2 separate regions of the Mus musculus genome follow, and region 1 is linked to region 2. The links are chromatin contacts, called in public Micro-C maps. All regions are on one chromosome and are shown on one strand. The core of a region is the stretch at or near the end of the contact, and the rest is flanking DNA. Distances in the headings are between cores, read along the strand shown. Region 1 overlaps Tiam2 (T cell lymphoma invasion and metastasis 2). Region 2 overlaps Tiam2 (T cell lymphoma invasion and metastasis 2).

The links. Hi-C and Micro-C count contacts between places; a contact is called where the count stands out from the background.
Region 1: a contact with region 2 is called in a Micro-C map of muscle stem cells, with 4 times the contacts expected there. The contact joins two enhancer-like sites. A contact is called at or near these places in 1 of 15 datasets of contacts at CTCF or cohesin (the NIH/3T3 cell line), 5 of 484 Hi-C or Micro-C datasets (3T3-L1-derived adipocytes, the N1E-115 cell line, embryonic fibroblasts and 2 more), 3 of 115 datasets of contacts at active chromatin or transcription factors (embryonic fibroblasts, fibro-adipogenic progenitors and pancreatic cancer cells) and 1 of 9 other capture datasets (liver).

What each region holds. Positions count from the first base shown.
Region 1 is chr17:3,438,647-3,446,067 of GRCm38.p6, forward strand. It overlaps Tiam2 (T cell lymphoma invasion and metastasis 2), which reads left to right. Exons shown (of 27, transcript NM_001122998.1): 8 at 1-127; 9 at 1,055-1,126. Among named protein-coding and RNA genes, the nearest start is that of Gm52295, 34 kb to the left of the region's middle. Within about 2 kb of position 3,450, at least 64 of the 459 cell types and tissues checked have an H3K27ac peak or open chromatin away from gene starts, as enhancers often do. A contact at or near this core is called in embryonic fibroblasts, muscle stem cells and pancreatic cancer cells, where this site is marked.
Region 2 is chr17:3,367,785-3,375,023 of GRCm38.p6, forward strand. The region is part of intron 1 of Tiam2 (T cell lymphoma invasion and metastasis 2); the gene reads left to right. Among named protein-coding and RNA genes, the nearest start is that of Gm52295, 37 kb to the right of the region's middle. Within about 2 kb of position 2,022, at least 54 of the 459 cell types and tissues checked have an H3K27ac peak or open chromatin away from gene starts, as enhancers often do. A contact at or near this core is called in embryonic fibroblasts, muscle stem cells and pancreatic cancer cells, where this site is marked.

The DNA of each region.
Region 1 (7,421 bases), core at 2,200-4,699, 72 kb after region 2:
CACTCTCAGGAAAAGAACACTTTCCCTTACCCAGAGAGGAAAAAGCAAGAAAGGCATATTTTCTTCATTGAAAGGTCTGGACACCCTAGCAAGAAAGGGTAGGGAGAAGAGAGCTTCCATAACTCAGGTGAGTTCTTGACATGGGAGGAACACGATGCTAGGTGAAATTTTTGACACCTCCATTTCTATTTGCATTTTTGTTTACTTGCAAGCAGTAGCTATTTGTTGGTTATAGGTAGCGGTTAACTGTAATCCATTGGCTAATATTGAGCCTACATTTTCTGAATGAAACCACCATAATTATATTCTGTATATAAATGTGAAGGTCAATTTTTATATTAAGGTAACTTCATATAATTAAAATGATAAAGTAATAGATAACAGGATAACTTGCTTATTTTAGAAGTATCATTTAGTTAATTAAATGAGCCTTACTGTCTGCCTCAGTGTATCTGCTAAATGTTCTTAACAAAAGATTTCTTGATAAACAAAAGCATTTGGTTGAACATTTTTGTTTTAAAAAAGATATAATGTCAGTACTTACACAGCTGAATGAAGTTTATTATTAGGTATGCCTAGTTGAATAGTTCATGTTAGTATTCTACAAAATTTAGAATATAAGATTTACAAAAGTAAAAAAGAATGATTCTAATCTTTTTGGCTTCAAACAAAGGTCTATTAACATATTGTCTTCCAATATTTATTCTAAGCACATTAGAAACAGTTATAAGATCGATTTTGTGGCTTTGCCAACTTTGTTCCTCATCTTCTGAAATGCATAATTAGTTAAAAAAAAAAGGAGCAATGTCAAGAGAATTCCAGATGACTTAAATACTATGAAACATCACAGAAAAGTATATATGAAGCTATGAGAGGATAGAAAGCAGATATCTCTGCAGAGGGAAAGCTTCGTATTTGAATATTAGTGTAGACTGTGAAATGGAGACAAAACAAAATGTTATACAACTTCAATCTTTAAACTAAAAATGTGTAAATGCCAAGGAACACTGCAGAACCTTCTTATTAGTCGTCTTTTCTTCCTCCTCTGTATTAGATGTTTGATTCTAGCCACAGCCATGGATTTCTTGGAACTCAGCTACCTCAAAAGTCCACTAACTCCAACAAGGTAAATATGGTGGGATAGGGCAGCCATCTTGGCAGCCATCTTGTTTTATGCTGACTAAGTTGAGGAATGCTGGTTTAGAGTCTTCACATGGATCTGTTAAAAGACAAGATTAGAATTAAAATGGTCCTACTAAGTAAGCTAAGAGGTGTTCCCCGAATGCTAAGAATTTTTGGAGGATTTTAAACTTACGACATTACCACCTGAAAATTAGTACCTTGCCAGAGCTCCAATTTGGTGTAAGGTTGCCTGTTCTCAGCAGTTCCTGACCCTGCTTTGAATGTCAGTGACTGTCAAGTTACAGCTTCCTCCATGGTCTCAAGGCCTTCACACAGATGCTTCTCCAGATACCCTCAGTTGGGTTGAGCAATGTCTTCTCTAGTCTCTAGGGTTGCTTCTGTTTCTGAGCTCAGGAGTATGGTCAGAAGTGGATACACTACTTGGATATGCTTATAGTTACATTTTGTGCTTTCTCCAAACTCCCGTCCTTCTCGAAAGGCCGTGGTTCATGTTATTTGTCAGTTTCTCCAGATCTCCCTCCACCAGATTACTTTATTTTTTCATTTTATTTCTAACAGACATCCGAGCTACTCATGGAAGGTAAACGGTCAGTAGTGGGACTGGAGAGATGGGGTTCGGAGGGTAGGAATGTCTACTGTTGTTCAACAGGCTCCAAGTTCATTTCCTAGCACCAGATGGTGGCTAACAACCACCTGTAACTCCAGTTCTGGGAGGATTTAATGTTCTCTTCTGGTCTCAGAGGATACCAGGCACATGTGTAGTTTGCAGATATATAGCATAATAAAATAATTTTAAAACACTGATAATGGGGCTGAAGGAATGGTTCAACATTTACTGGAGTTTGCTGTTCCTCAGTGGACCTGACTTTAGTTCCCAGCATCCACAGGGCAGCTCACAACTGCCTGTAACTTGAGCTCCAGGAGACCCTGATGCTCTCACCCGACCTCCAGGGGCACCTGCATGGACACATACACACTCTCTCACACCAACATAAATTTAAAAAAAATTAAAATAAGAAAGCCTGCTAATGATCAGCATAAACAAATCTACTCCATCATTGCCAAAACTACCCAACACATTAATGGGAATAATTGGATAAGTTGGAAATTTAGTCTAAAAAAAAAAAAAACAACCTGAGTTAGACACTGACAGTTGCTTTGGGGTGGAGTGGGGTACTCTCTGGTGATATAAAATACTCAGTGTAGACATCTATGTGTTCTGCCTCCTTGTGAAGTTGGGTACAGGCTCTTTAGTGTGCCATTGCTGTTGCTAAAGTTGTTCCTCCTGCATGGCAGCTCGGCCTCAGGTGCCCTGCCTCCTATAGGATGAGTGTGAATGAGTTGAAGAGTCTATAGAATTATATTTTTTCTAATCTGCAACCTCCCAGGATCATGGTGGCAAGAGCAGGTTGGTGGGGGGTGATGGGGCTTAAACTAGGAATCTCCTGTTTTATGCTCTTTTTGGCAAAGTTCTAAGCCCTGGGTAGACAGAAAAGCTGCATCCAATTTTTCTTTTCTATAAAGGATGCTACTTATAAGGAATGCTGTCCGTTTCCTGCCCTGTGGTCTCTGTGTACTTGAAGAGCTGATTTAAAACCCCTTTCAGATCATACTGTTGTTGGAGAATTTGACATAATCCTGTGGTTGATATGTCACACAGATTTGCTATATTCTTACTGTGTCCTGCCTTGTCCTATTAAGTCACGTGTATGTGAATGTGAGTGTGTATATATGAGGTGTGTGTATGTGAGTGTGAGAGTGTGTGTGAGTTAATGTGTGTTTATATGAGTATGTATGTGTATATGTGAGTGTGAGAGTATTTGTGAGTTAGTGTGTGTTTATATGAGTGTACGGTTATGTATGAGTGCGTGCATGTGAATGTGTGTGTGCGAGTTAGTGTATGTTTGTATCAGTGTGTGTGTGAGTATGTATGAGTGTGTGCATGTGAATGTGAGAGTGTGTATATGTGCATGAATATGTGTGTGTGACTGTGTATGTATGTTTTTTTGAAAAGCTTTTCATAAGCTTTGGCTCTGTGCAGTGTAAGTGTTCCTGTGTATTTTAAGCCCACAGCTCATGTCAACATTATGATACTCAGTGTTTGTTAGTTAATCATTTGTATTAGCTGTAGTCCTTTAATGGCTAGGAAGTGTTGGTCTATGATAAAATCCCAGCGTTTTAAGCTTGCATCTCTTTAAACATCGTGTAACAAAGTTCTTATTTTAAAAGCTTAAAGAGTGAGATCATCAAAGCATTATTAAGACTCATGGCAGACTTTGAGAGGAAATTTTGCTAAAATAATCACTGATGACGAAGGTCAGTGCTTGGTTAAATCAGGCTCAGGTTTCCACATACTCCTGTTGAATCCTCAAGTCCCAAAGCTAGCAAAGACATCGCTCCAGCCCCCTGTTTGCTCGATTTAAAGATGAAACCCTGCATAGGGATACAGGAGACTCTCCATCTTTGTGTTGGTTGCTTTAATGGTACAACTTTACATCTTTCTGTCCCTTGTCACAGAACACAGGTCTAGGTTCAAATTGAACTGCAGCTTAAAGTAAAAGAGACCTTTTTTGTTGTTGTTGTTATTTTTAATACCCCTTTGGCTGAAAATTCTGCTCGTGGCTGGTTGAATAATTACAATTATCATTCACTGGTTGTCTTGTGCTATAATCTCGGAGAGTATTTGTAGCACACAAAGCATCTGTTTTTATACAGTAAGTACATTATGTGTGTTGGAGTTACACAGAAAGGCTGTTGTGAGGGAGGAGCTGAACCCCCTTTTAAATGCCCCACTATAATTGGTACATCCTGTGAGGGTCTCACAGTGAGTCACCCTAATTGGAAGTCTGTTAGCGCTGGAGGAAAGCCAGCCTTCTTGGAGCATTTTTTTAAAGGACACCTTGGCCAGCCCCAAATGGGAGCTTTTCAGAGCCTCCTTGATGAGTAATAATGAGTCTCAGACAGTGTTTGGCAGGGAGGTGTTTGTTGTGGAGATGTGTCAACAAATCTCCCACCGAGCTAGGGTGGCAGCTGCCCCAGAAAGCCACAACAGCCATGGCAGCCCCTGGCCTTGGCCTCTGTTCCTATAAAACTGTCTGGGGTGTCCTGCCTTTCTGTGACAGTAAGTAAATGAAGGATTGCCTCATTACTTATTAGCTACAGACTTGGGGGTGGGGGCTAAGGGTGGAGAGTGTTGGGCGCCCTGATGTCGGTTTCTCAAATGGAAAATGTGAACAAAATAACCAACTGTTGACCACGGTGTACAGGCTGTTTAAATAGAATGCTAGTCTGGAACCCTCCACAGCACATGCACGCATATAGACCGTATCCATGTTTGTCTCTTTCCATATACATAGCTGGCCAGTCAGGTCTTCGTTTTTCCTTCCTAACCACTGGTGTCTGGGCATCTGCCCAAGAAGGAAATAAACACTACATCCTCGATGATATGGAGCTGTCAAGAAAAGCCAGAGCTCATCATTTCTTTTGTGCTGTCCCCTCATCTCACTTGCTAATAGACTCTCCTTTTGTCAGCGACAGCAGTGGTGTGGGCCCCCCACCCCCTGCTTTTGACAGACACTGTGATTTTGCTACTCACATCCTGTCCCTACAATGATCCAGGCAGTAATTATAAGTCATTGGACCCAAAAGCATCTGCTACAAGAACACACAGGGTTACCATTGTGTGTGTGTGTGTGTGTGTGTGTGTGTGTGTGTGTGTGTGACACATACTGAGCCTAAGTAATTGGACGTGTGGTTTTGGGACCATTAGTGCCATGATGATGATGATGATGTAGATGATGATGATGATGTAGATGATGATGATGATGATGATGATGATGATGTAGATGTAGATGATGATGATGATGTACTAGTGTAGAAGTTGCCCTATCAGGAAAGCTAGCTTGATTTACAATTTTTACAATTGCTAAGGTGGCGTGTTATGGCTGGGGCTAGAGTTCCAGCAGGAGTTGGGCTGTGAGGAGACAGCACTGCACCCCATCCCAGGTTCCCCAAGGTTTCAGAACGAGGAATAATTCTCATGCAGTTCTGGGCAGTGTCTGTCACTGAACCGTGCATGAATGGTGTTCAGACTCTGTCCAAGCTGACTAAAGAAGAAGGCTTTCAGTATGTCTCCCCAATGCCATTCCTCCTGGGGTGACCTTGTGAAGCTGGTATTTGTGGTGGTCACCTCTAAGGGGAGGGAGGTGTTGAAACAATAGGTTACCTACCAGGCTACCTAAGGGTAGCAAGACAGGATTTGAGCTGGACCATTTTTGCTTCTTTTCTTTATGTTCTCCAGCAGCTGAGAACTTTGAACAGGGCTTTGGAAATGATCTTTTGACCGGAGGGAGGTAGGTTAGTAGAACAGGAGAGAGCAAGTAGGCTACGTAACACTCTTGTCGGAGCTAGCCAGCGATGGGCCTTTGGATGAGTCCTTTTAAAAGCACTTGTGAGAAGGGTGTGTGGGAAGGAATTTTCCAGATGTCCCATTTGTGTGTGTGAGTGTGTGTGTGTGTGAGTGTGTGAGAGTGTGTGTTGAGTGTGTGTGTGTTGAATGTGTATATGTGTGTGTGAGAGAGAGAGAGAGAGTGTGAGTATGTTGAATGTGTATATGTGTGTGTGTTGAGTGTGTATGTGAGTGTGTTGAATGTGTATATGTGTGTGTTGAGTGTGTGTGAGTGTGTTGAATGTGTATATGTGTGTGTTGAGTGTGTGTGTGTTGAATGTGTATATGTGTGTGTTGAGTGTGAGTGTGTGAGTGTGTGTTGAATGTGTGTATGTGTGTGTTGAGTGTGTGTGAGTGTGTTGAATATGTATATGTGTGTGTTGAGTGTGTGTGTGTGAGTGTGTTGAATGTGTATATGTGTGTGTTGAGTGTGTGTGTGTTGAATGTGTATATGTGTGTGTTGAGTGTGAGTGTGTGAGAGAGAGTGTGTGTGTTGAATGTGTATATGTGTGTGTTGAGTGTGTGTGTGAGTGTGTTGAATGTATATATGTGTGTGTTGAGTGTGTGTGTGTGTTGAATGTGTATATGTGTGTGTTGATGTGTGTGTGTGTGAGCGTGTGAGTGTGTTGAATGTGTATATGTGTGTGTTGAGTGTGAGTGTGTGTGTGTGAGCGTGTGAGTGTGTTGAATGTGTATATGTGTGTGTGTTGAGTGTGAGTGTGTGTGTGAGAGAGTGTGTGAGTGTGTTGAATGTGTATATGTGTGTGTGTTGCGTGTGTGTGTATTTAGTCTGGGGATTTTTCTCTTTTATGAAAAGGACACAGAAGAAGGTTTTGTCTAACTCTCAAAATTGAGGTGCGCATGGCTTCAGCTTAGATGCTGAATGAAGAAATCAAAGTAGCTTTCTCTCCAAAAGGGCAAAGCTTAAAATAACTTGGGAGATCTGTATTCATCAAGTAGACTTTTCCCCCCTGGTTCTAATTAATCCATTCCACATTCATTGACTTCATTGAATAGCCGGGTCTCTCCTTTTCTATAGTGAATAAATGTGTGTGCATGCTTGCACGGTACAGCAAAAAGCACATCTGATTTGTCATCATGGGAGGTCTCTGAAGAGGCTTTAAGTCACTGGTGGCCTTGGCTTTGATAGGCATCTTCTGTGAACAGTGGAGACGGAGGAAAGGAAGACTGGTCCGTGCAGGCGCAGGTTCACAGTCAGACTCAGTTGAGCATAGCAGGATCGTTCTATCATCCTTTCTTCCACCTCTCTGTCTACTTTCACACATCTCTTTTGTCTAAGCCTTGCCTTCCTTGAGCAATCTGCCATTTAGTCTTTCTGAAAGTTGGGCCTAGGAAGAAACTGACTCCAGAAAAGCAAATTCGAGCCAGATGCCTTGATCTTTTACCTTTGCTGAGTGTGACTCTTAGTAGCATCCGGCTCCTCAGTACCCAGGTGTATTGTGGGTGTGAGATACCTTCTTAAGGGTCAGAGGAGACTGATGAAGAAACAAAGACCTTATCGTCATGTCTCTCGCCACTTAAAGTGGGTGGACCCAAAGCTAACCCTTGTGTGAGCTGGATTCTGCTGGATTCTGTCAAGTACTGAGTTTGGTGGTGTCTCAGTTAGGGTTTTACTGCTGTGAACAGACACCATGACCAAGGCAAGTCTTATAAAAACACAACATTTACTTGGGGCTGGCTTACAGGCTCAGAGGTTCAGTCCATTATCATCAAGGTGGGAGCATGGCAGCATCCAAGCAGGCATGGTGCAGGCAGAGTTGAGTTCTGTGTCTTCATCCAAAGGCTGCTAGTGGACTTCCAGGCAACTAGG
Region 2 (7,239 bases), core at 772-3,271:
CTCCTAATAGTGCCACTCCCTGGGCCAAGCATATACAAACTGACACACCTTCTCTGTCACATCTTCCCCAACTTGTTTTATTATTTGTTCATTTCTTCTTGCTTCAGTCATTCTAGCGTGTGTGTGTGTGTGTGTATGTGTGTACATATATATATATACATATACATACACATATACACATACATATATATGGATACAACTTTATAGTTTTTGTCTTTAACCTCTTGAGACAGGGTCCTGCTTTGTAGCCTTGGCTGGCCTCATAGTTCCTTTGTAGACTGGAGTAGCCTCAAATGTGTGAAGTTCCTCCCGCCTCTGTCTTTTCAGTTGTGGGATTCCAAGCATGTGTCTCCACTCATAGTTCCATCCATGTGTTTAGTTTAAATTCCTTTAGTGGTCAATTTGTCGTGTGCTTGCCTCATGCACCTTTTATTTTTTGTGTGTGTGTATGTGTTTGTCAGCATGTATGTTGTGTGCACTGCATGTGTATAATTCCACAGAAGCCAGAGGAGTGTGTTGGATCCCCTGGAACTGGAGTTATGGGCCAGCATGTATGTGCTGGGAAGGGAACCCAGGTTCTCAGCAAAGGCAGCCAGTGAGTGCTCTCAACTGCTGAGCCTTCTCTAGGGGATATGAAGACATGTACCTGTTTGGAGGAAGTTCCTCTTGAGACCTTTTGCCAGTTTAAAACACTGGCCTGTTGGTTTTCTTATTACTTTTTCCTAGCATGTGACTTGTAATTAATGTTTTTGTAAAGAAAATAACAGGCTCAGATTTAGTGGGAAGAGAACATAATTTAGTAAAAGGGGTCGTGATTCAAAGCTTAGGAATGCAGTAATGAGAGTTCTACAACACACTGTAAATGATACTTTAAGTGCTTTTATTTTATTTTATTTTTCCATGACTAACAGGAAGTCCATCATCTTGTGGTGGTCAACTGATTGTTTATATTACATCTTTACTGCATTCCCAAGGATGGGGTATGTGTATGTATATATTGGTGTATGTGTGTTGGTGTATGTGTGGGATATGAGCAAGGGTATATATGTACATTTATCAGTAGGCACATCTGCTGCATGGCATCCTTATCTGTGACATAACTACATGAATATGCACACATGTAATCTACATGAATATGCATATATGTAAAGTTAGTGATCCAATTTAGCTTAAGGTCTGAATACTACCTGAATGCTACAAATGAGCAAAAACACAATGATACATGTTCCAACATAAGGCAGTAGAGCTAAAGGACAGCTTTGGATAAAAGGAACCCATAGGGCAAAACAGACATGATGCAGGAAGGAATGGCTGAGTAAATATAGCCAGGGATTTCTGTGGAATTCTGTCCGATTATCCCAGGAAGATCCAGACTGGCTTGGGCCTGAGGATAGACCTGTGTACACCTAAGATCACTTGGTGTCTTAAAGCTTTGGAAAGTGCTCAGACTGTCTGAATGCCAGTGAGTGATTAAGTAGTTCATTGTCTTGGTGATAGGTTTTTGTTGATAATTGACAAGTTTACATCTATTTTTTAAAAAGATCCTTTTTATTTTTCAAGTGTAATATTTCCCAAAAGATTTCCTTTGCCAGGATAGGTGTGTAGGGCTGTTGGTGCAAAGACCAAGTGTAACGCCTCCTACTTAAGAGTTAAATCTGAACTCCAGGCAGACCGAAGAATCTAGTTTTCACTTTTGAAAACTGCAAGCCTTAACTGTGTAGTCTGAGAAACATTGATAATAAAACAACCAAACCCTGCTGTATTTAGGTTTATGGATCTGGCTTGCCTATGCGTCAATTGTGAATTGTGGATGGGGCAGAGGCTGGAATTTGATTATTTGGCGTTCCCTGGAACTTTTGTTTTGGCCCAGAACCAAGTGTGATGTGAGTGAGCCCAAGCCCAGTAGCATGTCTCAAAAGAGAAGGAGTAAGAATGGACATGAGCATAACTGTAGCCAACTGTTTACCAACGGGGCCAGAGGCTTTAGAGTAATTTGGTGCGGAGGGTGGAGATCCGGCTTGAACATTGGAACTAAGTTACATAATTCTGCTGCATGTCTGTACGGCCAGTAATTTGTGTTCATTCAGACTGGAAAGAACCAAGTCATTTGTTTAGACTTTTCCCTGGGTCTGGTTGCTATTGCTGTTCAGACTCCTGTCCCACCTGGCCTCCCTCCCAGATCCCTTCTCTCCTGCTGCCCTGCCCCCTCACTCCCATCCAGGCTGACTCCTTTCTTTCTCCCTTCTTCAGAATAGGCTATTAGTAACATTTTACTTTTGTATAAATGAGCTTTTGGTCCATTCTTTTTTTCATGTTTACTTAGCTCCAAGCTGTGCAAAGCCTTGATGTTTTGAGCTAAAGCCATGAATATGTTCTTGATGCAAATAGACGCACATCTCTCCTCCTGAGGTTTAAAGTGTGATTTTTTTTTTAAACCTCTGCAGTGAAAATAATGAGTTAAGGCACAGGTGAGAGGCTGCTGTTTGGCTTGGAGACACTGGTGGGGGCCACTGGGCAGGAGAAGGCAGGCATTAGGACCCTTGGGTAGCCAGCTATTCCATTGTGTGTTAAATAACCCAGTCCGATTTAGGTGTGAGCAGACAGAGAGTTTGTACCTTGAAGACACAGGTTTTGTGCATATCTGGAAACCCTTTAGAGTGGGAGATTCTTAACCTTTGAGACGCCAGCCCCAATCTGAATCCTTCCCGTGCCCATAGGTCTCACTTCTGTCAGGTTCCTGTTTATTTCTATTTTCTTAATTTTACTGTTTATTGTTAGAAACTGGGAAGGCCTGGAACAAGAGCAGATTGCTTGAGGCTGTGTGTGTGTTCACATAAACTTCGGCAGCAGTCTTTTGTAGATGGACTGCAGTGTTCTGTGTTGTGTTGCTGGTGTGTTCTTTTCCCGTTTGGCTTGAGTTTTCCCTTTGTTTTGATTCTTTATAACCGGCTTGAATTTCAGGCTTGGAAAACAGGCCCAGATTTCATAATAAACTTGAAAACTTTGGAAAAAAAAAAGAAAAGAAAAAGAAAAAGAAAGAAAAGAAAAAAAAGAAAAAGAAAAAGAAAAAGGAAAGAAAAGGAAAAAGAAAAAGAAAAGACTTTTGTTGCTGTATGTTGAAGCAAAGCTTGGTTAGTTGGTTGATATTCCTGTTTAGGTCATTCAATCTGCTGGATTTGTAGGGTTTTCAGAAGAAATATTACATACAGAATTTTAAGTGTGGTCACAGCCATCGTAGAGATCTCAGAGTCATTAGGACCTAAAGACCCTGTGTGGCACAAAGGATGCTAATTTTCTGCATTATACAAAGTGTTAACCTTGTACCATCTCTGCGGTGCAGAGCTCCTTCCTTCAAAGCTCTAGGTCCTCTCTCTCTTCAGATTCCTGGTCTTTTGTGGTATCCCTCTTGATTCCTTACAGTCAACCTCTGAGTACCCAGGTCTTCTCCTCCCCTTTAAAGAATATCCACACAAGTATCGTTCCTTTCCCTGGGAAAAGCTCAATATCCCCAGCAAATCTGGGCCATTCTCAGGGAGCCTCTTGTCCTCCTCTTTGGCTCTGACTTTGTGTTCCTGCCCTGCCAAACTCTCACTCCTCTGTAAGCTCCTCACACTCATCTTAACCAGCTCCCCACGCCTCGCTGGTGCTCCATGCATTAGAACCCTGTAGTCTGCACAGTCGTGGGCAGTAGGTCATCTCAGCTCTCTTCTGTAGTGACTTCAAAGCTGGGTTTATTCTGGTTTGATTCAAGCTCCATTAGACACTGAGCAGAGCCCCACTGAGCAGAAGGGAAGGAAGGTGCACCTTTGGAGAAACAATTCTCCAAGACTTTTCAAGGCAGCATGCACTCCCATGCAACCTTGAGGGATGTGATCTCATGAATGTGTTTGAGAATAGATACCAAAAGAAATAAGAAATACTGCAAACAAAGGAATTATGTTGTGAAGTTGTAAGAAAGAGTAGATGGCCTGTGTCAGTAAGCATGGGGATTTTGTTACACAGGGAAAATGCCCAACTTTATACTAACACTTTGCTTAGTAGTCCAACTGTGTTAGAAAAGCAAACGGGGATGGTGCCCTTTGTCATCAGATCTAACTCAGCTCTGAAGCCTCTGCTATTATTTAAGGAAAAGCACCACTCTAAGTATATTGGAGGTATATGCTACCATGCTCTTCCTTAATTGTCTGAGTTTTGCCACCTTGTACTAGCGGGACAGATGATTCATTTTCAGTTGAAGTTTTGTTTAATTTGTTTCCTTCAGTCCTTCAGTGTTCAGTCAGTTGTCTGTAATATTTGTGACACGAAATAGCCTTCATGAATTTAAGAGTTCTGCAGGATTTTCTTTCTGATGGAATAAACCTAGTTAATAATGAAGGACTCTGGTCCCAGGGCCTTAAACACCTTGCTGTTATATGGATTGTTTAACTTTTCAATGTTAAAATTTGTGTCACCATGATGTTAGCCTGAGACATCCATTAATTATGTCTGGGTCCTGGAGGTTATGAATTTGTAAGACATAGGTTTAGTAGTAGCTTGGTGTGCTTAGAGCTGCGGAAGTGACTCAGTGGTTAGAGCACTTATAGTTCTTGTAGAGGACCTGGATTTGGTTCCCAGCATATACATCATAGCTTACAACCATCTGTAGCTGTGGTTCCAGGGAATCCAGTGCTGTCTTTTGACCTCGGAGGGCACTAGGCATGCATGTGTGTGGTGTATAGACATATGTTCAGGCAGAAAACACACATGAAAGAAAGAAACCTGAAAAACACTTGCTAAAAGTGTGCTTATATGTTAAGGACGTGAACAGGTCCCATTGAGGCAAGACTAGGATGAAGTCATCAAGACAGAAGGATACTTGAATTTGAAGAGTTTTGGCGCTATAGAGGATTTGGTGGAAGCCAAAGCAGCCACATAGAAGGGAATTGCACACAATTAGTACTACCACACTCCAGAAATGGCATTGATGGCTTAGTCATTGATTCTGTATTCTTTACCACACTAATGACAAAGATTGGTAGAGTCATGGATACCTAAGTAGGTGTGAAGCAAGAGTAGTTAATTTCTGTGAGGTACACTAAAGAGTTAAACAGAGCTTATTCTGAGTTACAGTAGTAGCAGTAGCTCTGCATAAAGAATCTGTCTTCCACTTGTATGATATTTGCAAAGGATGCCTTAGAGCACAAGTTCTGACCTGTGGATAGTCACCATCAGAAAATACCTATTTCTGCTGGTCTCAGGAACCAAGTTACAGCCCAGTGGCAAAATTACAGTTATGACGTAGCAACGAACATAATCTTATGGTTGGGGGTTACCACAACGTGAGGAACTGTATTAAAGGGTCACAGCATCAGGAAGGTTGAGAACCACTGTTTAAGAGGAAGCACTTGGTGGCACACGCCTTTAATCCCAGCACTCAGAAGGCAGAGGCAGGCAGATTTCTGAGTTCGAGGCCAGTCTGGTCTACAAAGTGAGTTCCAGAACAGCCAGGGCTATGCAGAGAAACCCTGTCTCGAAAAACCAAAAAAAAAAAAAAAAAAAAGGAAGCACTTGTTGGCTCTGAGATTGAAGGGTGATGTGCTCTGCTGTCAAGGTTGAGGGGAGCATTTCTGAGAATTGAAAGTATAGAGACATTTGGAGTTTGTATTAGGAGGATATCAGCTGCAAGAACTCTATCAGAGGCTGAAGGGCAGGAACTGGAGTTTCTAGTGGATGTCTGTGTTGAGGAAGAAGGTTGGAGTTTAAAGAGAAAGACATGGATGACAAAAAATGTTTGTAGATAGTATTTCATTGATGATCTAGAATTTTCTTCTGATGCTATCATGGGAGATGTGGATATGGAAAGGGATGAAGATACTTTAGTAGCCCTGGAGTCAGCTTCTGTGAGTCTGGATGGATAGAGGGTGGAGGAGGATACTCAGGAAGCAGGGCAGCAAGATGGCTCAATGGGTAAAAGGGGTTGCTACCAAGCTGGACAGCCTGAGTTGATGATGCATGCATGGCAGAAGGAGAGAACTGATTTCCATAAGTTGTCTGCTAACCTCTGTATGCACGCAGTGGCATGTATGCTTCTATCTACCCACACCTACTCCCAAATAAAGTAATACATACAATAAAGTGTTTCTACATATATAAACAGGAGAGGCCTAGGAAGTAGAAGCCAGAGGATTTAATGACAGCCTTGATGTGCAAGATGAGGGAAAGTAGAAGCAGGCCTACAATAATTGATGGGTGTCTATCTCTCATGCCAGGCTGGAGGGGAGAACAGCCATCTTGATTTGGGTGCACAGAGGACAAGTCAGGTCATCTGGGAGCCAGGGGCTTAGGGAGTCAAATTGTTCACATGTCAACTTGGAGGCAGCATGTCCATGAGGTAGGTTATGTAGATCTAGGACTGAGAAGTGGTAGAGAGGAGGCTGTGGCCAATAGTAGTGGAAGCTATACCATTGTCCCAGAAGAGTGTATTGAAGTTGCAGAAGTGAGGACCCACAAGAGGCCCTCAAGGAACACAGGTATATCCTAGGGAGGGATGAAGGTATACTTGGGATGGAGGCTGAGGGTCTAGACTGGAGACTTGGGAATGGATGGGGATAAAGGATGGACTTTCAAGACATTGTACAGAGCAATTGCAAGACAGCTCAGGACAACAGGTAAAGGCATGTATCATGCAAACCCAGCAGCCTGAATGTGATGCCTGAAGCACAATGAAAGGCTAAGAGAGAAAAACTAGCCCGAGAGTTGTTCTTTGACTTCACATGTGTGCTTTGGTATACATGATCACCATATATACACAACTCCCATATACACGTGACCCCCATGTATACACACAACAATAAAAAAAAACTTTAAAGCAGGGACTAGCTTGTCTTTATTATACATTGGTGACAGAAGAGAATGCTACTACAGAAGTCTGTGTCAGTGCCATTGGGATCCTTACTTAGAGTTGGGGAGATGGCTTAGTCCATGACATGTTTGACATACAAGTGGGAGGACTTGAGTTCTAGTACCCCAGAACCATATAAAAGTGTATGCCATGGTGGTACGTGCTTGCATACCTATTGCTGGGGAGATAGAGGCAGAAAGTCTTGCTTATGTCCTTCATATACACATACACACATGTGCACACAGGCACACATGCAAAACATCTGTGACCAGGAACTAGCCCAATGTTATTCACATTCTTCCTGCTTCACTTTGACTGCCCCCCCCCCCCCCCCCCGCAATGTGAGCCCCATGTCACAT